Regions from separate parts of the Mus musculus genome. Here all the other regions are linked to region 2. Evidence: chromatin contacts called from public HiChIP or PLAC-seq and promoter capture Hi-C data. All regions are on one chromosome and are shown on one strand. Each heading gives the region's core, a stretch centred on a gene start, on an enhancer-like site or on the middle of the called end of the contact. The rest is flanking DNA. Distances are from core to core; before and after follow the strand shown. Region 1 overlaps Gm41259 (predicted gene, 41259). Region 2 holds the start of Rpl37 (ribosomal protein L37). Region 3 overlaps Oxct1 (3-oxoacid CoA transferase 1). Region 4 has its middle 94 kb from the start of Gm41259. Region 5 has its middle 150 kb from the start of Gm41259. Region 6 has its middle 21 kb from the start of Gm41259. Region 7 has its middle 26 kb from the start of Plcxd3.

The links. Promoter capture Hi-C pulls out the DNA fragments that hold promoters and counts their contacts. HiChIP or PLAC-seq counts read pairs in DNA pulled down with a chosen protein or histone mark.
Region 1: a contact with region 2 is called in a promoter capture Hi-C map of trophoblast stem cells, with 7 times the contacts expected there. The contact joins the enhancer-like site here to the promoter of Rpl37 in region 2. A contact is called at or near these places in 8 of 39 promoter capture datasets (the SN4741 cell line, embryonic stem cells, fetal liver and 2 more), 1 of 484 Hi-C or Micro-C datasets (embryonic stem cells), 8 of 115 datasets of contacts at active chromatin or transcription factors (bone marrow-derived macrophages, cardiomyocytes, embryonic stem cells and 3 more) and 1 of 9 other capture datasets (adipose tissue).
Region 3: a promoter capture Hi-C map of hippocampal neurons shows a contact between it and region 2, with 5 times the contacts expected there. The contact joins the enhancer-like site here to the promoter of Rpl37 in region 2. A contact is called at or near these places in 10 of 39 promoter capture datasets (the 3T3-L1 cell line, 3T3-L1-derived adipocytes, the C10 cell line and 6 more), 1 of 484 Hi-C or Micro-C datasets (cortical neurons) and 5 of 115 datasets of contacts at active chromatin or transcription factors (astrocytes, bone marrow-derived macrophages, forebrain and 2 more).
Region 4: an H3K4me3 HiChIP or PLAC-seq map of bone marrow-derived macrophages shows a contact between it and region 2, with 5 times the contacts expected there. The contact joins the enhancer-like site here to the promoter of Rpl37 in region 2. A contact is called at or near these places in 7 of 39 promoter capture datasets (3T3-L1-derived adipocytes, the HPC-7 cell line, HPC-7-derived erythroid cells and 5 more), 2 of 115 datasets of contacts at active chromatin or transcription factors (both in bone marrow-derived macrophages) and 2 of 9 other capture datasets (adipose tissue and liver).
Region 5: an H3K27ac HiChIP or PLAC-seq map of embryonic stem cells shows a contact between it and region 2, with 4 times the contacts expected there. The contact joins the enhancer-like site here to the promoter of Rpl37 in region 2. A contact is called at or near these places in 1 of 39 promoter capture datasets (trophoblast stem cells), 6 of 115 datasets of contacts at active chromatin or transcription factors (the SCID.adh cell line, bone marrow-derived macrophages, embryonic stem cells and 2 more) and 1 of 9 other capture datasets (adipose tissue).
Region 6: an H3K4me3 HiChIP or PLAC-seq map of bone marrow-derived macrophages shows a contact between it and region 2, with 6 times the contacts expected there. The contact joins the enhancer-like site here to the promoter of Rpl37 in region 2. A contact is called at or near these places in 16 of 39 promoter capture datasets (the 3T3-L1 cell line, the HPC-7 cell line, HPC-7-derived erythroid cells and 12 more), 7 of 484 Hi-C or Micro-C datasets (ECoMG-derived neutrophils, the G1E-ER4 cell line, bone marrow-derived macrophages and 3 more), 16 of 115 datasets of contacts at active chromatin or transcription factors (the 230-238 cell line, T-cell acute lymphoblastic leukemia, bone marrow-derived macrophages and 8 more) and 3 of 9 other capture datasets (adipose tissue, liver and macrophages).
Region 7: a contact with region 2 is called in an H3K4me3 HiChIP or PLAC-seq map of embryonic stem cells, with 12 times the contacts expected there. The contact joins the enhancer-like site here to the promoter of Rpl37 in region 2. A contact is called at or near these places in 3 of 39 promoter capture datasets (embryonic stem cells, hippocampal neurons and second pharyngeal arch cranial neural crest), 1 of 484 Hi-C or Micro-C datasets (cerebellar granule neurons) and 7 of 115 datasets of contacts at active chromatin or transcription factors (embryonic stem cells and stem cell-derived neural progenitor cells).

Annotation. Positions count from the first base shown.
Region 1 is chr15:6,029,184-6,032,303 of GRCm38.p6, forward strand. The region is part of intron 2 of Gm41259 (predicted gene, 41259); the gene reads right to left. Among named protein-coding and RNA genes, the nearest start is that of Gm41259, 14 kb to the right of the region's middle. Within about 2 kb of position 1,263, at least 17 of the 459 cell types and tissues checked have an H3K27ac peak or open chromatin away from gene starts, as enhancers often do. A contact at or near this core is called in embryonic stem cells, regulatory T cells and trophoblast stem cells, where this site is marked.
Region 2 is chr15:5,115,153-5,118,193 of GRCm38.p6, forward strand. It overlaps Rpl37 (ribosomal protein L37), which reads left to right and starts at 1,461. Exons shown (of 4, transcript NM_026069.3): 1 at 1,461-1,532; 2 at 2,135-2,270; 3 at 2,467-2,551. The coding sequence starts at 1,530. It also overlaps a transcript of Card6 not described here.
Region 3 is chr15:4,138,413-4,141,302 of GRCm38.p6, forward strand. The region is part of intron 14 of Oxct1 (3-oxoacid CoA transferase 1); the gene reads left to right. Among named protein-coding and RNA genes, the nearest start is that of BC037032, 110 kb to the left of the region's middle. Within about 2 kb of position 1,294, at least 20 of the 459 cell types and tissues checked have an H3K27ac peak or open chromatin away from gene starts, as enhancers often do. A contact at or near this core is called in hippocampal neurons, where this site is marked.
Region 4 is chr15:5,949,577-5,952,468 of GRCm38.p6, forward strand. It overlaps the pseudogene Gm49095. Among named protein-coding and RNA genes, the nearest start is that of Gm41259, 94 kb to the right of the region's middle. Within about 2 kb of position 1,520, at least 8 of the 459 cell types and tissues checked have an H3K27ac peak or open chromatin away from gene starts, as enhancers often do. A contact at or near this core is called in bone marrow-derived macrophages, where this site is marked.
Region 5 is chr15:5,894,028-5,897,170 of GRCm38.p6, forward strand. No RefSeq gene overlaps it. Among named protein-coding and RNA genes, the nearest start is that of Gm41259, 150 kb to the right of the region's middle. Within about 2 kb of position 1,869, at least 8 of the 459 cell types and tissues checked have an H3K27ac peak or open chromatin away from gene starts, as enhancers often do. A contact at or near this core is called in embryonic stem cells, where this site is marked.
Region 6 is chr15:6,064,011-6,066,959 of GRCm38.p6, forward strand. No RefSeq gene overlaps it. Among named protein-coding and RNA genes, the nearest start is that of Gm41259, 21 kb to the left of the region's middle. Within about 2 kb of position 1,296, at least 1 of the 459 cell types and tissues checked has an H3K27ac peak or open chromatin away from gene starts, as enhancers often do. A contact at or near this core is called in bone marrow-derived macrophages, where this site is marked.
Region 7 is chr15:4,347,512-4,350,675 of GRCm38.p6, forward strand. No RefSeq gene overlaps it. Among named protein-coding and RNA genes, the nearest start is that of Plcxd3, 26 kb to the right of the region's middle. Within about 2 kb of position 1,535, at least 12 of the 459 cell types and tissues checked have an H3K27ac peak or open chromatin away from gene starts, as enhancers often do. A contact at or near this core is called in embryonic stem cells, where this site is marked.

The DNA of each region.
Region 1 (3,120 bases), core at 13-2,512, 910 kb after region 2:
TTTCTACTAGAGAGGAATAGGCAACCTCTTCATAAAGCTAGGGGCTCTAGAACAGTTGCCAAGTTCCAGAACCTTTCCACACTGGGAGTCCAGGCAGATGTCACCAGTGTGTATTTTAGGGCTCAAGTATATCCCACCAGGACCATTGTGTTCACAGACAAGAATAGTTTCTGCTGTGCACTTCCTTTATTCTTGGAACACTGTTACTCAACAATGTTATGCTCAGCCTGACATCCAGCTATGCTTGTCCTCATGCTACAAAGGAGAAGAGTGTCTTCATGTGGCCCTTTGGATACACAACAACTGCTTTTCCAAGGCAGACACTTTTCAGTTCCTTTTAATATGATCTGTAGATCTTTTCAGGAACCTGCCAATTCTCCTCTGATCGTAGCTACCTGTTCCCTTTGCTCTCTATGACTGTGACAAAACTCTGACCAAGAACAACGTTTGGCCGAAAAGATTTATTTCACTGACAGGTTTCAGTCTACCATCAAAGAAAAACAAGGAAGAAAATAGTGTGGGAACCTTTAGGCAAGAATTGATTAAAAAAAAAAAAAAAAAGACCAGTGACTTTCTCTCAGACTCAGCTCTCCCCCTCCCCCCTCCTCCCCCCCCCCCTTTCTTTCATTGTTTTCTTGTTTCTTTCTGGCTTACTCATTCTTTGTGTCTCCATGTCTCTATTTTCTCTCTCTCTCTTTGTCTCTCTCTCTCCCCCTTCTTTTCTTCCTTCTAGTTTGTTATATCATGTTGTTATGTTTTGTTTTTCAAAACGGGATTTTTCTGTATAGCTCTGGTTGTCCTGGAACTTGTTCTAAAGACTATTCTGGCCTTGAATTCAGAGATCCACCTGCCTCTGCCCCCTGAGTGCTGGGATTAAAGACATGCACCACCACTGCCTGGAGCAACTATCTTTCTTACACAGTCCATACTCACCTATCCAAAGAGGGAAATGTGTACAGTTATCTTACATCATTTGCCAAGCAGCATGTCCCCCGACCCCCTGCAAGAATGCTCACAGATTTTAGTAGAGTAATAGAGTAGGCTTTTCCCTAGGCCTGTTACCTATCTAGTTTCAGGTTTTTGGTTACTTTAACAGTGTCATGTATGGTCTTCATCTCATAGAGTGACCTTAAATCTGATCAAAGTAGTCGTTGTTTACTTCCAAGAATATTTGTGACTCTACTGCACTACTCTATCTTGCAGGAGGGTTGCTGTTGTAGATGGAAGGGTTTGTAGCTGAGAGACGGTGATGATCACACTTCTCTTCCCTTAACATTCAGACTACCTTCTCCAGCCGTGACTGCCAGTCAGGGCTAAGCTTTAGTCAGGCACGTAGCACAGAGAATGGGAAGCCAATGCAAAAGCTCACCCCAAGGTAAGAAGCTGTTTGTAATGAATAAATGCTGAAAAGAGGAAGTCAGTTTCACTGAGTTGTTGTTTCTGGGGGGTGGTGAGCCAGGCAATTCTTCAATTGCACTTTCCTCTTCCTTGGTATTGAAAGAGTAGTAAACTCAGTGCTCCAAGGTATGCTAATCATAAAGCAGATAGCGAGACATTCCTTCCTCCACCCACCCGCTTCCTGGGTTCAAAGAGTGTTAATTCAAAGAAAGTCACCCTGACCATTACTGGAACCTGCAATGCAAATGTGCTATTGTTAGGGGCTCTTAGAAACTGTCTTGAGAGTTAACAATTACCAGGTATTCCTTGTGACTCTTGTAACTTTACACTTCCTTGTGACTCTTAACTGGTATTTTTGGTATTTTCCAACAACGCCCTTCCCACCTCCTTGAGTTGTGGTTTTTTTCCTTTAAATACCCCCTTACTCAGCTACTCGGGGCGCCACGGTCCTCTACCCCTGCGTGGTGTATGACCGTGGGCCCGAGAGCACTCTCGAATAAAAATCCTCTTGCAATTTGCAGCAAGAACATTTCTCGTTGGTGATTTTGGGGTGTCGCCTCTCCCGAGTCAGAACGTGGGGGAGTCCTCACGTTGTGGGTCTTTCAGTATAACTAGGTTTGTCTCAGGTAGGCAAAAATTGATCAGCACACCATTCATCTCTCAGTGTTTTAAATCAATTTACTTATCATACCTGCCACTTCATTTTCTCCACTAAGACTCCCTAAGATGATCTGTGGATAAAAGCAGTGACAAGAGGGTGTGTTTCCTACCCCCTATGGTGAAGATGAGCTAGTTGCAAATCTATTTCATTAGCTGTTTTCTTGTATGGCTTTTATGTTGTTAGGCATGTAAGAGAGTGATTAGGGGATATGACAATGATGGGAAAATAAAGAATAATGCTAGGATGGAAAGCCTGTAATATCACAATCCATTTGAGAGAGGAAGGATAAATATGAGTTAGGTAGAGAGATTTTAGGTTATGTAGTATAGCTCTCTCTATGTACAGACAGGCAATAAAGCCTATGGATGCTTTTAGGTAAACTTTGACACTCATATATCTCCCAGGGAGAGACTCTAGTATTTAAGCCTGCCTAGTCCATTAATTGAGAGAAGCTCGTGAGAGGTGTATCTTCTACACAAATATGCTAATACATTTGAAATATAGCAACCAGAACCTTGATCAGTTATAAGCTGCACAGTTGTAGATCTAAGAGGCATATTTTAAGGCTTCTCTATATTGCTACTATAAAAATAAAGCTCGAGAGATAGTCCAGATCTGTTTGAATAGGAAATCTACTTTTGTTACATGAAGTGATAATCAGGACACTGCCAAGAAATAACACATTCCCAAAGGACAACACTGTCGTTTCTCCACACCAGAAGATAAACAGGTGATATTTATCATTGTCACAGTGTGAGTTTTCCTTGCTATCCATGCATTCCATATTTCAAAGGGCACTTGCTCTTCTTCTAAAAAGAGAAAGCTATCAGGAAAGAGCCAGCACAGAGAAAAGCCAGAATCACATACAATGAGATGGCTCCTCTGCAAGCTAATGGGATGAGTCTCAGGAAATTTCTACATTCCAGAACCTCCGTCTTAGATTCCTAGTCCCCCAAACGGTTGTAAATGTTAGTCACCTAAACTACTGTGTCTGTGGTATTTTGTTGTGGTAACCCCAGCCGAATAATAATACAAAACGGAGTCATCTCATCATTTCTTAA
Region 2 (3,041 bases), core at 211-2,710:
AATTATCTAGGTGGGGTGAATGTAGTAACAAGCGGTCTTAAAAGTAGAAGAACACAGAAAACTGTACTACAACGTAAGGTAGGTTATTACTGGCCTGCAAGGTGAAAGACAGCAATTAAACAGCGACTGAGCAGAGCTACACCTCAGCACTACATTTCAATTTTAGTCAAACCAAGCCTCACTTGTGCTTCCCAGCAGAACTGTGAATGAGGCCGGCAGTGGTGGCGCTCGCCTTTAATCCCAGCACTTGGGAGGCAGAGGCCATACAATTTTAAGTGTGCGATACAATTTTGTTATCTGTAGGTACAGTAATGCAAGAGGACCCTAGAATTTATTTCCCATAACTGAAAGTTTACACCCGTTGACTAAATCTGTGTTGCTTCATGCTACTAAATTTATAGCAATTTGCCACCCAGTCTCCTAAGACTTATTTATAGTCCAGTTCAACCATTTGAATGCTTGTTTGCTTTCTCTCCCGTGTGCCCTATCTCCTCCCTCCTCTGATTTCAGTTTACTACTTCTGAGTGGAAAGGATTATACATTTTTCTTTCTACTCCCCTCCCCTAGAAGAAATTGGTACGATTTGCTAACAAAAAACAAAACAAAACAAAAAGCTTCCTTGGTGTTTGCTTTGTTCTGCTGTCCACTATCTTAAGATTTTTGAATGTGATAGACTAGCGATTCTCACATTTGTTTTAGAAAGTATGTAGATGGTATGACTGAGACTTTTCCCCAATTCATCAATGTTCGTACTATATTCTCCATGTTTCCTACTGGGATTGCGGACAGACAGTTGCATTAGCGCTAATCAAGGATGTCTAGGGTTACTTATTTCAAAATGATCTAGGAAAGTGTTTTATACAGTACAGACTTGCAAACTGTACTCAAGTCTAAAAGGGTCAGATTTCCTGGTGGCGGCGCGCTGGCTGGAAGCTGTTATTTAACAAGTTCCGCGTGTGATTCCTTGAGTGCGATCAAACAACTGGCCTCTGAATGACCACCGCGTGAAATCGAGTCGGCCCGAGTCAGAAGCTAACTAAGCTCCTACCCTCGCCGAGACACTTCGTGACTCCATCCTCTCACCAACTCTCCATACAGGCAAGCGAGCGGCCACATCAAAACGAACCTGGGAAGGCTGGCTTTCCCGGATCGGGATCCCAGTCCCAGCACTGCACAACCGCCAGGGGCGCCGCCACGCACTGGGTGTCTGACTCCCCTCGAGCCCCGGGACCGGAAACCAGACGGACTGCCAACACCGCAGCAGCCCCGACACCGCCAGAAACCCTCTCCAACCAGGAGGCGGGCCGCTGGGGAGGGCGGAGCCACAGCGCCAGGCACGCCCCCTACCGGTGTTGCAGCCCAATCGGCTCCCTGGCTCTCTCGCCCGGGAGACTACACCTCCGCACCCGAGGCCTGATAGGGCTGCACCAAGACCCGCCGGAAGTAGTTTCCTGGGCGGAAGCTTATCCACAGGAAGTGGCGGGGGTGCTTTCTCTTCCGGTCTCTTTGGCCTCGCCGGTAGAAGCAAGATGGTGAGTGTGGTTTCTGGGCTCTGTAAATCTCTCTCCATCCTTCTTCCTCGGGCTGTCCTGCCTGTTGCCCGGCGCGTCGGTGACAAGGTTGCGAGTGAGGGGAGCTGATGGGCGAGGAGACGGCGTGCTGTGGTCCGCAGGAACTGGAAGGATGGCTGCTGTGTGCAGAGCCCGGCCCACGGTCCTAGCGCCGCTGTGGGTCTCTCTGGGCTTTGGAGGAGACGTACGCACTGCAGCCCCGGGTGGGTGATCAGGACAGGCTTGGGGACATCTGTCCCCAGCCGCCGAGAAACCGGCTGCTTGGTGGGCAGTACCGCGACTGAGAGACGGGCAGAATGTTGTCCTTAACGCCTAAAGCCAAGGAGGCTTAGGTCCGCGCAGAGTAAGGCATTATAATGGTCGTGTGGATAGCCGGTAGTGCTTCCTACCTACCCTACCTGTGTGCTAAGATTTAAATCTTTACACCGTTTTGTCCCGTGTGGATCTTGTTTACGTCTCATCCATACTCATTGCTAAGAAAATGCCAGAGTACATTGAGAAGTCAGATTTCAGAGTTGCTTATATGTGGGGTTTTTTTTCCTGCTTTTTCTTTTAATGTGCAGACGAAGGGAACGTCATCCTTTGGTAAGCGTCGCAACAAGACGCACACGCTGTGCCGCCGCTGTGGCTCCAAGGCCTACCACCTTCAGAAGTCGACTTGTGGCAAGTGTGGCTACCCTGCCAAGCGCAAGAGGAAGTGTAAGTACTGTAATCCGCAGGCGGGCTTTTACCTTGACCTGAGGTAGCGATGTAATAGAAAACACATTTGGCACGCAACAACTTTGGAGGTTGGTTTGTTGGCTGAGTGGTTAAAACATAGTAATGACACTACTGAGAAAATGGGCTGACACTGGGTGCTTGGGAAAACCATTTGGAATCCTATTTTTTTTATTAGATAACTGGAGTGCCAAGGCTAAGAGACGAAACACTACCGGGACTGGTCGGATGAGGCACCTAAAGATTGTCTACCGCAGATTCAGGTACAGTTTTGGCTAAATGTCATTGGTCCTCCAGGGTAGGATGAAACTTTGCACTCTTACTGAAGGGTAGGAATGATACTGGGGTTTGGTGTGGGCCTGAGACGCCCACATTTGTCAAGACTATGAGTGGGATCTGGGGGGCAGCTTACTTGGATCTGCCTCCAGACTTTGCTCAAGTCTGCTAAGCTGTTCTGGGTGCCAGTCATAACATAGATGGGTATCTTTTTACTGGAGGCTAGGCCTTGATGTTCCTTAAAAGTACAGAATCCCCAGCCCCCCTCTTAGACTTTCCTGTGGGGTCTGTGCTTTGACAGGTGCTTTTGTGTTTGTCTCTGTTTTAAACTCAGTCCAGTTTTGTGAACTTGATGTGTAGTGGCTTGCTAGTGTTTGATAGGCTAGTGGCATGTTTTGAGCCTGATTAACCTTTATGTGCTTAGAATCACTCATCTTCCTATGTAGTATTGAGTAGAAATGAGTGCTACTTAACATT
Region 3 (2,890 bases), core at 44-2,543, 980 kb before region 2:
GGAAGCAAATTCTAGAAAGTTCTGAGGCACAAGTCATTGAAAAACAAAATTGTGAAGTACCTAAGGTCTTGAAGGAGAGAAAGATGTCAGGGAAACAGAAGCAATGGAGTTTAGGAATCAGTCAAGTTTATGATGGTATTAAGATGTCATTCCACTCAGCCCCTCCTCCCACAATTCTCATCCCATTCTTCTTCCTCCTTGCCTTTGAAAGAGTGCCCCCTGCCACCAGACCCCCCCCCCCTTCCCTGTGGCCTTAATCCTGGGAGGATTAAACGCATCTGAGGCCAGATCTGGCAGACCTCTGCTATTTATGTGCCAGGGGACTTAGACAGTTGGTGCATGCTCCTGGTGGCTCAGTCTCTGGGAGCTCCCTGGGGTCTGGGTTAGTTGAGACTGCTACTCTGCCTATGGGTTCACTCTCCCCTCAGCTTCTTTAATCCTTCTCCTGATTCAACCATAGGGGGTCCCTGACTTCAGTCCAATGTTTGGGTAGCTTATACTTATCTGCTTCTGTCTGAGTCAGCTGCTGGTAGTGCCTCTCAGAGAACAGCCATGCTAGGCTCTTGTTTGTAAGCACATCATAGCATCAGTAATAGTGTCAAGCCTTGGTACAACCCCACCCCCATGAGACTCATTGGACCACCTTTCCTTTAGTCTCTTCTCCATTTTTGTCCCTGCAGTTCTTATTATAGACATGAACATTCTGAATCAGAAATTTTAACTGTGGGTTAGTAACCTAGTCCCTCCAATTGAGGCCTTGTCTATCTACTGGAGGTGGACTCTCCCTAATGTTGGACATTTTGGCTAAGGTCACTCCCTATGCGTTTTGAGAGGCTCTGACTTCCCAGGTCTCTGGTAATTTCTAGAGGGTCCCTCCTCCCCTGAGGCTGCTTATTTCCATTCTTTTTTTTTTTTTTTTTTGGCTTTCTGTACTTTCTCCTGCCCCACCCTCACCCCATATCTGATCCTGTTCGTCCTGCTTTTGTTTTTTAAACATCAGTTCAACCCCTCCTCCTTCGGTACACCTTCAGTGTCTCAGGAAAGCAGATCAAGGCAACAGGGGATTACAACCCAGAGAATTTAGAAGTCCAGATAAATGCCTCCAGGTCTCCACTAAATGAGAGTACTAGTCTGTGGACTCCTGCAGTGTGTTTGATGCCACCACACTGTACCGACAGTCTTTATTAGAATTTATTTTTAAACGTTCAAAATCAGCGATTGCTCCTGCTCTGTGAATCACTGATGTATGCAGCTGTCACACTATACAGTGAGGCGAGGCGAGGCGAGGCGAGGCGTGCTTGGGGAAGCGCTAACGTGGGAGTGAGTCAGTCACAGTTTGTCTTGAGAGCCAACCTGTGGTTGCACTGCAATTGTGACGTTTATTATCTGTGTGCATGTTATTTTCCATCTCTCCTTGATCTCTGCTCTGTCTTGGAGCTAAATATGAATGGAATCATCTAGTGTATTGCTCTAACTGTACAAATATACCAAGCAAGCGCTGGTTTCTAGGTGTGCTGAACCTTATGGTGTGTCTCCAAATATGTACCATGTTCTGTGGTTCTGAGGACCTTAATTTAGCCCATTCTTTGCTTATTTCTATGTCAGACTTCATGTAGGGACTTAGAAACTCATAAAGAATTTATTGGTAGGTATACGAGCTGGTTTTGTGTGTCATCTTGACACAAGCTGGAGTTATCACAAAGAAATGAGCCTCCCTTGAGGAAATATTTCCATGAGATCCAGCTGTAAGGCATTTTCTCAACTAGTAACCAAGGGTGGGAGGACTCATTGTGGGTGGTGCCATCCATGGGCTGGTAGTCCTGGGTTCTATAAGAAAGCAAGCTGAGCAAGCCAGGGGAAACACTTCAGTAAGCAGCGCCCCCTCCATGGCCTCTGCATCAGCTCCTGCCTCCAGGTTCCTGCCCTGTGTGAGTTCCTGTCCTGACTTCCTTGGTGATGAACAGCAGTATGGAAGTGTAAGCTGAATAAACCCTTTCCTCCCCAACTTGCTTCTTGGTCATGATGTTTTGTGTAGGAATACAAACCCTGACTAAGACAGTAGGTTACATGAATTTTAATTATAGGTTGTATAAACAACAGCAGCTAACAGTTCATAAAAGGGGTGGATGCTGCATTTAATTTAAATCTAATCATACTGTAAAGTAAGACAGGCAAGAAAAGTATGAACACACTGGTCTTGCATAGATAGTAAGTATGAGCAGGACCAGGTTTTGTATAAAAGTTCCTTGGTGAGACATCTACACCATTCCTAACTATGCTATATTATTTATGCAGAAAGTGGTTTATAAAAGGTCTGTGTTGGTAGGACCCCATTACTGTTGTCCTAGTGACAGTCATCATTCCTCCTAAAACGGGATTGCTTGTTCATTAAAATCCAAGTGGCTGCCTTCACACCCAATGCACCTCTTCTTCAAGTAATGAGAGCAAAGCAAGAGCTTCCTGTGGGAAGTGTTTCTTGAAGGCCTGCAGACTGTTCACTCCCTTAGAAGTCGGACTTGGAATGCACTGTGGCATGTCTTATTTGAGGTATATTAAATATAAGAGAACCTGACAGCTATAGAAACTCAATGTTCATCATTAATTTCTGCTGTTAAATAAAGCTTCTGTGACATACAGAATTTGAAATCTCACAAGGTGGGTGACAGTAGACGAAAAGAGGAGAGGAGATTTCCTTATAGATCTAGAAACAACTTGTTTTTGCAGGTGTAATATCTAGCCACTTGACATGTAGTCAACACTAGTTTGGGTAAGTTAAGGTAATAGTTTGTCTTTTAAAAAACAGCCCATCCAAGACTTATAATAGTCTTCCATTTTATTTCTATTCCCATTCATTCTTTCATTTATTCATATATCTGTCCATGCATCCATT
Region 4 (2,892 bases), core at 270-2,769, 830 kb after region 2:
AATCCAATGCTTCTTTCTGTCTTTTACAGGCTTTCCCATGCACAGAGCCACACCTAGGCACATTTAATAGAAAGGGCAAGTAGCCAATCACTCTGTAACACCATTCTTCTCTTAAATACCTGATCCTCAAATTGTAACACCTTCAGATAGAAGTTTTGATGTGGGTAGATGTAATGTTTAAAATTATTGTGATAAAAATAGACATTAATGTGATTTTGTAGTAGGAGGGGATCTATATAATCCACTAGGAAGGAAATACTTGAGTATTAAAACATAGATTTCATTATTCTTACAATAAGTCTAATACCTGATACAAAAGGATGCAGGGGAATAAGCATGATAACAGTACCAGTAAAGAAGAACTGTTTATAAAAGAGAAAAAGTAGCCAAAGGAAACTCGATTTGTAATCAATACGTTCTCATTCTTCAGGGCACCTGTAGATGCTGATCTAACACGCTCATTGCTATGCTCTAGCAACTCTTTCGGAACCTTTTCTCTTGGAAAAATAAAACAAACACACAAAATAAATTGAATGAAATGCTAAGAGGATCTTTTAAACTTATTTATTTGAGTTATAAAAAGACAAAGGCATTTCACCATAAACTAATCGCAATTAAATTACAAATAGTTATTATTACCCTATTTGAATGACTAATTACTAACACTTAATTTAGGATGTTTGCAAAAAATACCATTATAGTATTTCCTTATGATAAAATAAAAATTATACCCATAAGACTGTTGGCGTTTGGTCATGGAATTGCTTTTGCTTTAATTTTAGTTCTGGAGAAGAGAGGTAGAAGAAGGAGAGAAGGAAAGAGAAAGCTGGTTAAATCTAAGAAAGGAAGATCTTCATTCTGTCTAAAAGCCTGAGTATAACATTTCACTTTAGTTTTATCCATTAATGATTAATAGGTGTATACTTAATCAAATATTTACCATTATGTACTATGACAATACTATTACCACCATAAATTGATTTTAGAGAATAATAGCAAAAAATAGCTTCCAATTTTAAAAAGGGATATTGAATAAATTCAAACTTCTATTTCTCTAAAGATGACCAGTGTGACATTAGCATATTAATTAATTTAATAGTGGTGTCCTGTAATGCTACTTTGAACCTCAAGTTTATCTTGATTCTCTTTGTCTACATGCATAAAGAATATTGAAGACAAGCATAAGGTTGCAGATCGGATATCCTCAGTTTAAAATGAAATCTAATCTTCTAGAAAGCGCCACTGCTTTCATAGCTAATGGATTTTCCTTACTGATAGGACAGATAAGATGACTCCTGAAAACCCACAGAAAGTAAGAAATTGAGCCAAGACCTGTAATAAAATATCATGCAAACCCACTAGATATCAAAATCGAAACTGACAAAACAAGAGATGACCAAGATGTGAGGCACACAAAATGCTGATTGATTTCCTGCTGCTGAGAATATAAACTGCTTCTTTGAAGTATGTTGCAGCATCTGCTAAAATCCCATGAAATCCTTATTTATCACTTTCAGTTATTGCATAATACGCTGCATAAGTCTGCAGGCTTGAAATAGTTCCCTTTTCTGACATCTGACACAGCCTGGATCAGGGTTTCACTGAAGAAATTGACCATCAATAAGATGTGGCTCCATGTTCTACTTTCTCCCTCGGGGTGTCAAGGTGCAGCTGCATACTGGGCTGGAAGGATGAAGCAGAGGCTAGAACAGGGTGGGGTGAGGAGTCCAGTGTTACAGCCTTTATTACATGAAAGCCTTCTCTACTGATACTCAGTGAAACAGCTTGTGTGTGTACACTTTTTGGGGGTTGATGAACCTTGGAAAGTAGAAAGGAGTTTTTAGGGTGAATATAAATCATTGGCTGAACCCACGAGCATGTGGCTTAGAACCAGGTCTTGGGCCCAACCCAAGAGCTGGTGGCGTAGGCCCAGGCCCAAATCTGGACAACAGAGCAGGTGACCTCTTGGGTACAGGATCTGGTCTTAACTTAAGAATGGCTGGACCTCAAGGCTTAGATCTTGCCCCCATCCTGAGGGCAGCAGGTCTTTTAGGGACAAATTCCGTTTCTTTTTTCCAAGCTTCTGGAAACATGGGCACAAACCCGCCCACCATGACAAGAGTACCTGGTCCCATAGGTCCAAACAAAGGTCCTAGCTCTCAAGAACTTGGCCTTCCAGGGCCAAATCCCTCTCCCATGTCAAGGGCTCCTGGCCCTATGGGTCCTAATTCAGCTCATTTCTCAAGACCAGGTGGCCCCGTGGGGGTAAATGCTGGAGTCTTTCCAAGGGGGACAGGATCAGGAGGACTGAACCCAAATGCCTTCTCTCAGTCTTCTGGCACATTGGCCTCAAATCCAGGTACCTTTCAGAGGTCTGCTGGCCTCCAGGGCTCAAATCAAGCAGTTTTCCCAAGAGCCTCTGGGCTACTAGGCTCCAACCCAGCTAACTTTCCAAGGGCCTCTGGCCTGCAGGCTCCTAGTCCAGCTGCCTTCCCAAGGTCTGCTGGTCTATTAGGCCTAGGTCAAGTTGCTTTCCCCAGGTCAGCTGCGGGGCCCCTGGGCTCTTCTCCAGCAGGCCCTGTGGGTATCAACCCAGCTCCTTTTGCAAGACCAACGGGGACCCTGGGCCTTAACCCAGCTTCCTTTCCAAGGATGAATGGCCCTGTAGGCATTTCCTATTTCCCATTTCCTAGGGTGGGCAGCCTCCCTGGCTCAAATCCAGCTGCTTTCCCCAGACCAAGGGGTCCAATGGCTGCAATGTACCCAAATGCAATGTTATCCCCTTAAATACCATTTTTCTTCCAGGGCCACTTTGTTATTTAAGCACTGTGGTTCTGAGATGGGGCTGTCTCTTAGATAAAAGAGTAGATATGGAACTACAGTCTGAAGAAC
Region 5 (3,143 bases), core at 619-3,118, 780 kb after region 2:
GCTGAATTACTTGCTCCTGGTAGCTGGTTTAACCTGCCTTCATATATCATTGAGGACTACCAGCACAGGGGAGGCATAACTCCTAGTAAACTGGTATTTCACATATCAATTATTAATCAAGAATGTGCTTGTCCACAAGCCAATCTGACGAGGGCATTTTCTCAGTCCAGGATTCCTCTTGTCAGATGAATATAGTTTGTATCAGTTGATATAAAACTAGCCAGTACATATGTCATAATGAAAAATGTGCTTTTTCTTTATAAACCATGGAGATCCTTAAAACTCTGGAGCACAGACAACTTGAGATCTCAACAGAAAGCAGAGAATTGCTTATCACAGTTCCTTTGCATATTTCTATGTACAACCCATGCCATATCCGGGAAACATGATCTAGAGCTTGCTGTGCAAACTTCCTGATCTTAAGAGAGGGTTATTTTGAAACACATAAACACCTGAGAACTATGTACCTGCTAATCATTATATTAAATATAAATCTCTTTTGAATGGAGCCCACAATCTATTATTACTGAGATTAGTTGTCTAATAGCTTACACAAATGACATAGATAATTGAAAACTTGGCAATCAAAAACCAGAAGAGTGTCAATTATATTTTTTCTAAATTATTTTACTGATGAGGGATGATCATGGAAGCAGAAGTTGATATAATTATTTATGTCCTTGTTTTCTTTAACATGTATTTAGGACTGATAAAGATGATAAAGTCTGTAACTTTATAATTAATTCTACATCTTTTCTTTATATTAGATTTGATGATTCTATTATCCTGCTTACTGTAGAACTCTGACATATATACCCAGCATAGAGAGCATAGCCATAGGAATATATCCATGTTCTTACAATGGTGTGGTATATTGAAACATCCAACACAGCAGAAGATACAATCTTCTACTTACTGTATCTTTTGATACTATTTCTCGGAACAAAGCAATTGCCTGTTTTTTAATATGTGTTATAATACATAAAAATACAGTGTCTAATTTTATACATATCTGTGTGTATTGGATACTTTAGTTGGCAAAACTAATTTTCAAGAAAACACACTTAACTTCGTCTGTTAAAATGTGATAATTGCTGGGAGCTGCGACAGGTGCATCCATTCAGTTCAAGTTTCACTTACATCACAGTGATTACACTATTGGCTCGTATTGGCGCCCTGTACTAAGTTCTAAAGTAACACTATCTGAGCTATTCACTGCCAAGACTGATAAGTGTTCTTCCACTTTGCCACAGACCCTTTTTCGTCCCTGTCTGCGTAGAACGGGTCTCTGGTTGCAGGTGGACAAGGAGACAGTGAATGACAGACAGAATCAACATGAGAGATTGTGTAGAATCTGAGTGTATTGTCACAAAGTGAACACCAGTCTTATATAATACAGAAAACAAAGGGGTAGGAAGTCACAGCAGGCAAAGTACATTGAAGTTACCTGACACAAAACAAAGGAATGACTTCAAAAGGACTTACAGGAACCAGGTAATATTTACAGTAAAGATAAAACAGCCCTGCCTAGGGTCAGCTAATGACAGGTAAGGATTTCTCACCCTAGTCACAATTTGTGCTACTCCTTTGAGCCTTGTGAAAGCTAGTACCAGGGGGTTCTGTTCTAGCAGACCTTCTCATGAATAATGCAATATCACAACCCCCCTATTTCCTAGGCCCTGGTAAATTCTTGCATATGAAGGTAACTTGGCTGTTCTTTTAAGTATCTGTGACAAATCTCCATTTGTCAGAAGAATTCACCAACTTGCTTCTAACATGCAATCTAGCCTGCTATACCTGGCTGTAGAGAAGATCCCTGTCTCAATGGGATTCCCTCTTTCATGGTAAACCCACCTATTAGCTAGGCCATTGTATATTCCCTTATTTGGGAATAAATGGCTACTGTCCTAAGTAATCACTCTGCAGACCAGCCCTGAGCTATTCTAGCTCCGTTCTTTGTAATGCGTAATTAGTTTCACTGTCTCTTCTAGAAGTAAATTTGAATGTTAATGAACAGATAACCTTCTTACTGAATTCCAAGTTTGTTGGCTTCAAGGATTTTCTAGGATGTTGGAACACTGACGAAGGCTTAGCTATGTCAGAATTCAATCTTTAAAGGCACTTATAATAAAATAATACTAAAAGAGAGCACATGGATCCATACAGCAGACTAACTTGAGGATAGGGTATGAGTATATGGTTATGAGAATGCCTGGCTCCAGGAGGTTGAGTTTCTTTGAAACTCCCTGCCTTGTGAGTGCTTTCAGGCCTCTCGGCCTGCCAAGCAGACTTCACTGGAGTGTGCATAGCACCACTTAACTTGTCACCGCTTCATTTCAAAGACCTGGTTTGAACTTGTAAGGTTAAAATGTTTTAAGTAAAAGTAAAAGAGTAATTAAGATGAAACAATAATCCAATAGACACTTAACTGGAATCATTTGTTCAAGCCAGGTACATGTTTGAGCAGAAAATGAGACAAAACCCTGGACATTAATGGAATTAACACTGAAATGTGTCTCATTCTTGCTGAGTGAAGTATTTATTCACAGTTGACTGAAGAAAAACTGAGGAATAACTCAATTAAAAGGCTTATTTATATAATGAGAGCAATAATAAACAATTGTAAAACATACATGATAAAATTGAAATGATAGTCTCCTAAATCTTAAATCTTAGCATCAAAAATCAATCTTAAAATCAAAGCATAACTGTATTGCTCTAATTAAGGGATTTATCTCAAGTGCTGTTCATTTCTCCTTTTATTTTAAAGAGGAAGAAAAATAAGATCTAAAGTTAAAAGAAAATCAACAGCTTTCTTAAGACTGATAAGTCAGTTTTCTCAAAGCAGGAGAAAACATTGATCTGTAATTCACAGTTTACAGCTGCACCTAAATTAACATTTTCTTTGGGGGGGTTATTAGATATTTTCTTCATTTACATTTCAAATGTTATCCCAAAAGTCCCCTATATCCTTCCCCCACCCTGCTCCCCTACCCACCCACTCCCACTTCTTGGCCCTGGCTTTCCCCTGTACTGGGGCATATAAAGTTTGCTAGACCCAGGGGTCTCTCTTTCCAATGATGGCCGACTAGGCCATCTTCTGCTACATATGCAGCTAGAGACACGAGCTCTGGGGGTACTGG
Region 6 (2,949 bases), core at 46-2,545, 950 kb after region 2:
CCCAGCTACCTAAGGCCTCCAGCTATGAGAGAATGCAACGGCATCGGCTCCTATCTTGAGTCATGAAGATGAGTAGAAAAGCACAGCAGGCCAGAGGGAGGAATGATGAATAGTGAGAAGGAATTAACACAGTCGTCCTCTGTGGAGTGATTCAACTTCTGTTCTCTAGGTAGAAAGAATACATCATGTTGAATTCTCCAAGAGAGGGAAATGAAAATATATAGCTGGAAATTCATGAATAATCAATTAAACAGTGATTTTCATGAGGTCTGTTTTATTGAGGCATATTAAGACATAGTTCCAAAGTCACTAACTAGGATCATTGCTAAAGTGATCACTTTACATAGAAGAAAAAAGTACTTGAAAGTAATTTATCTTGCAGGCTGTTGCTGGTGCATACCTTTAATCACAACACTAGGGAGACAGAGGCAGGTTTAGCCTGGTCTACACAGTGAGTTCAAGGCTAGCCAGGGTTATGCAGAAAACCCTTATTCAAAAAATAAAGCAACACAATTATCTCAATCTAATTATTCTAATCTGAGTAGAGGGAGTGTGGCTCCAATATGTTATTCTAATCTGAGTAGAGGGAGCGTGTAGCTCCGATATGTTATTCTAATCTGAGTAGAGTGAGCGTGGCTTCCTCCAGGCTCTTATGTCAAGTATTCATATCAGACAACCCTTTCCAAGGGTAGAATTCAAACTACTCCATCTGGGCTGTCAAAATGTAGCTATCCCCACCTTCTACAGGGCTTTAAGCAAGAGAACAAACTGAGGTCTACATGCCATATGTGTGTCTACTAAGAAGATATGAATCAAACAATCTCGCTTTAAGATGCTCTACCCTCCTCTCTAGCTAACTGTACCAACAAAACTATAATTTAGAAACATTCATGAAGTTATGGATTTTATATAGCTAAAAATTAGTATAAGTATCAAAGACAGGTTCTTACTTTGTAATAATACATCCGTCATGTTTATTAGTCAGTGACTTTGAGTTATAAAACATGCATAACACAATGTATATTTATATATTAAAACTTGCTTTCATTTCCTTATTTTTTGCTCAGTAGCCCATTTTGATAAATATGTTTTCCATAATGTTTAAATATGTTTCCATTCTAATAACAGCAACAATCTAACAGTTTGAAAAATATCAGGCAAATATACTCAAAATATTACTAATTTGAATATTTTATCTAGTATACTTTTACTTTCATTAAGATGTTCCTAGTCTCTGCAGTACCGTTTTTAAAACATTGCATAATCAGAAGTGTGCTTCCACCAGAAGGCTCAGTGGTAAAGTCACTTAATAGCATAGTCCTTAACACGGCACGTGTTAGAGTTCTGAGTATGATCCTTGAACTTACCCACTGAACAGAAAACTGATTTTGTAGTTATGCAGTTTCCAACTATGTAGTTTTATCTATTAAAAATTTTGCTTTTTGTTACAAGAATCATAAAGAATGGACATTCTGTGATAGTCAATAAATGAATTAGTAATTACACATTGCTTAAAGATAATAAAGGTTTTTACTAAAATTATCTATTAATAATTATAGAAAAATCAACTTTAAATCAGTACATTTTAAATAGACATTTCGTTTAAGTTTTAAAACTTGTAATACTATCAATTTGAAAATACCAACAAACAAAAGTAACATTTCAGTCCATAGTTGATTCCTTAAATCAATACTTTGAATAGAGCTAATAATATCTACAATTGAATAGAGCTAGTAAAATCTAACAATTTTTAATTTGACTTGATAAGGCAAATAGTAAAGAATTGTATTTACCCTAGAAATCTGAGAGTAAATTGAAAAATACAGTTTTTACATATACAAAGAAAAACTTAGTTCTAATCTCACATTAAGACTTCTGAAAGAGAAGAAGGACACAACAATTCGTTATCCAACACCAAATGGTCAGCGGGAGGGAAAGCACTCATTAGGTATCGTAGAGACTGAGCAGGCTGTAGTTAGAGCATATGTATATATTTAAGTGGAAGATCCTGGTTATGTCATGTGACGCAGGCTCACCTGATGCTTCGCTAAGGCAGACTCACATGGTATTTTCCGGAGGCAAGACCCATGGGAGGACACACGATGTTTGTAGAGTATAAATAGGACTCAATGGATAGTGACAGGGTGCTTACATAGCTAGGTTGGCAACACTTCATTGGTCTTGCGTCTTTATTGATCAGTTATATCAATTTTTCAAATCCCAGTATGCCAAACAATCTGGAGAATAATTTTTAAATACTGAAAAAATACTTAAAGTAAGAAACAAGTTTCTTAGTTTTGAGGAACAAAATGTAATTATTTTACCCCCAAATGCTTTTAAAGGAGCAGTTATCCAAAGGTCAGGTATAAGGGAGACCAGAGAGACAGGGAGGAAGGGAAGAAATGCCTGTGTACCTGGGACGCAATCACTGTGTGGGTGCTCAGTCTCACTGACAAGGAATTGAAACATGGACACAGAAAGATACTCGGTTTATAATTTATCATTGTGAGAGGGAGGGGAAGTGCCCTGCCTCTCCTACTAAATGTTTTGTGGGACATAGAGAGTTGCACTTTTAACAGAGTCCAAATCAAATGATATGCTTTGGAGGACAAAACACTCCCCTTTGGAAAAGAGGAGGAACTGGGTGTGCAATGGCTTTCTTCCTTGCAGTTATTACTTAAGGGCTGCACACTGACCCCCTCCCAGAGTGACCTGGACCTGAGGCTCAATGCCAACACTACATCCTTTTGATCTAAAGAACATGGTAACCTTTGTATAATTTAGTTTTCCTTGTAGTCAGCCTAGAACTCAAGATGCCTAGATAGGAAGGAATAACATCGTTCATTTAGTGTCGATTCCTGTTTACCTTTTAGCTTTCTTCGCTATGAGCCGGAAGTAGCAGCTAATTAAATGTACCGTTACCCATTTACCCTTTAGCTGTTAGCCAGT
Region 7 (3,164 bases), core at 285-2,784, 770 kb before region 2:
CCTCCCACTGATGACCAACTGGGCCATCCTCAGAGACATATATAGCAAGAGCCATGAGTCCCACCATGTGTTTTCTTTGATTGGTGGTTTAGACCCATGGAGCTCTGGGGGTACGGGTTAGTTCATATTGATGTTCCTCCTATGGGGCTGCAAACCCCTTCAGCTCCTTGAGCAATTTCTCTAGCTCCTTCATTGGGGACCTGTGCTTCATCCAATGGATGACTGTGAGCATCCACTTCTGTATTTGCCAGGCACTGGCAGAGCCTCTCAGGAGACAGCTATATCAGGCTCCTGTCAGCAAGTTCTTGTTGGCATCTGCCATACTGTCTGGGTTTGGTAATTGTTAATGGGATGGATCCCCAAGTTGGGTACTCTCTGGATGGTCGTTCCTTCAGTCTCTGCTCTGAAATTTGTCTCTGTAACTCCTTTCATGGGTGTTTTGTTCCCCCTTCTAAGAAGGATTCTGAGATTCAGGGCTAATATCCACTTATCAGTGAGTGCATATCATGTGAGTTCTTTTGTGATTGCATTACCTCACTCAGGATGATACCCTCCAGATCCACCCATTTACCTAAGAATTTCATAAATTCATTGCTTTTAATAGCTGAGTAGTACTCCATTGTGTAATGTACCACATTTTCTGTATTCATTCCTCTGTTGAGGAACATCTGGGTTCTTTTCAGTTTCTGGTTATTATAAATAAGGCTGCTAGGAACATAGTGGAGCATGTGTTCTTATTACCAGTTGGAACATCTTCTGGGTATATGCCCACGAGAGGAATTGCAGGATCCTCCGGTAGTTCTATGTCCAATTTTCTGAGGAACTCCCAGACTGATTTCCAGAGTGGTTGTACCAGCTTGCAATCCCACGAACAATGGAGGAGTGTTCCTTTTTCTCCACATCCTCACCAGCATCTTCTGTCACCTGAGTTTTTCATCTTAGCCATTCTGACTGGTGTGAGGTAGAATCTCAGAGTTGTTTTGATTTACATTTCCTTGATGATTAAGGTTGTTGAAAATTTTTTTAGGTACATCTCAGCCATTCAGTATTTCTCAGTTGAGACTTCTTTATTTAGCTCTGTACCCCTTTTTGTTAATAGGGTTATTTGGTTTTCTTGAGTCCAACTTCTTAAGATATATATATATATATATATATATATATATATATATATATACATATATCTTAAAAACATATATATATATACATATATATATATGTGTGTGTGTGTGTGTGTGTGTGTGTGTGTTGTGGGCCATCCAGCGGCTCGTGAGGAACAGGGTATGGCTGAAGCAGCAGACTCAGGCTGAAAGAGAGGGAACTCGAGGGACAAGAGAAACAATGGAGCTAAGACAAGATCCTAATCAAAGCTCAATTTTAATATTCGGGAACACGGGCTTATGAAGAAGGGGGAGGGGCCCATTCCCACCAAATTATCTTCGGAGTTCAGCTGCAGGTGACCACGTGAATACTCTAGAACAGCTAGGCAGCAGGTAGTAGCAGTGGGAGTGGCAGAATGATAGGGTGGCCGACTCTACCCCTGCTGATCTCCTAGTGATAACAGTCAAGCCTGTTCAGCCAGATTTCATGCTGGGGGAGGGGGCAGGGAGGTTACATCTCCTCTCTGTTGTTAATATAAAAAAGAAAGGCTGGGCTGAGGCATAAAATTTATTTATGCTCTATAGTTCTGCCTGAATTCTTAGGGCCTAATGAAGAAATCTGTCTCAGTGGGATTCTCTAACTTTTCTCATGGTAAACCCTTATTTGGTAAAGACTATCCTTTCTGTTCTAGTAAACATTTTGCAGACTAGCCCTGAGCTGTTGGCTCAGTCTTTTGTAATGCTTAATTAGTTACTAAATAGATAACTTCCTTGCTGAATTCCAAGTTGTCAGCTTCAAGGTCTTTCTAGGACGTTGGAACACTGGCAAAGACTTAACTGTATCAGGATACAATTTTAAAAGGCACTGTAGTAAGATAACACTAAAGGAGAGTATGTGGAATCTCCTTAAGAGCCTTGGGTGACAGGCAGGGAACAGAGAGGAGCGGGTGCTTATTAGAGCTCTGTCAACATAATCATTGCCTTCAGCTAAAGGTCCAGGAAGACCAGAGTGAGATCGTATGTGGCCAATATAAAACGGATTTTTCTGGGCAAGAATGATGTTTTGCAATTTTTAAAACAAGGATCTTGAGGGCATATTAAAGTTAAACATACCACAGGTATCCAATAAGGGTAATGGTTGTGCAACATATAAACTACCAGTAAAGATATTAAAAGCCTCATGTACAGACTGAAAGACCATCAGTACTGCTGTTAATTAAGCTAACTGAGCCGAGAGGCCAGGAGTCTCTATGATTACTTGTTGATTATTAAAAAGATATCCAGCTCACCCTTTAGAGGAGCCATCAGTAAAAATCAATAGAGCATTATATAAAGGCTGTAAGGAAGTCATTTTAGGAAATATCACCTCATGTACATTTAAAAATTTTATCAACCTATCTTGAGGGTAATGGTTGTCTATAGTTCTGTTAAACCCTATTTGTGCAAGCAACCAATCTGTACTATGTTGTTCCAGGCAAGTGTCTTGACTTATGCTGTAAGGCTGAACAATAATATCTGGCTCTTTGCCAAAATAAGTTAGTGCCTGCTTCTTTCCAGTGATAATCATCTGGGCTACTGCTTCATGATATGGCAAGATATTACGTTTAGGAGAAATCCTCCAATTAATCCACATTAGAGGGAACTTTTGCCATAGCGATCTTGTAGGCACATGAGTCATATTAAAAATTAACAGATACAACGGCAAGGAGTAATCTATATAAGTGACAAATTGTTCTTCAATAGCTTTTTCCACTAGTTGTAAAGCCAGCAATCTTTCTGAGGTTAGGGATCTAGGGGAGGTAGGATCAGAACTCCCTTTAAGAATATCAAATAAAGGTTTCAACTCCCCTGTAGTAAGCTTTAAATAGGGGCGAAGCCAATTAATATCACCTAACAATTTTTGAAAATCATTCAAAGTCTTTAAGTTGTCTCTGTGAATAATTATCTTTTGGGAAAAAACACCTTGATCAGTAAGTCTAAAGCCCAAATAATTATAAGGATCCTGAGTTTGTATCTTTTCAGAAGCTATTTGTAATCGTTTTTCAGCTAAAGCTTTTTGTAAATCTC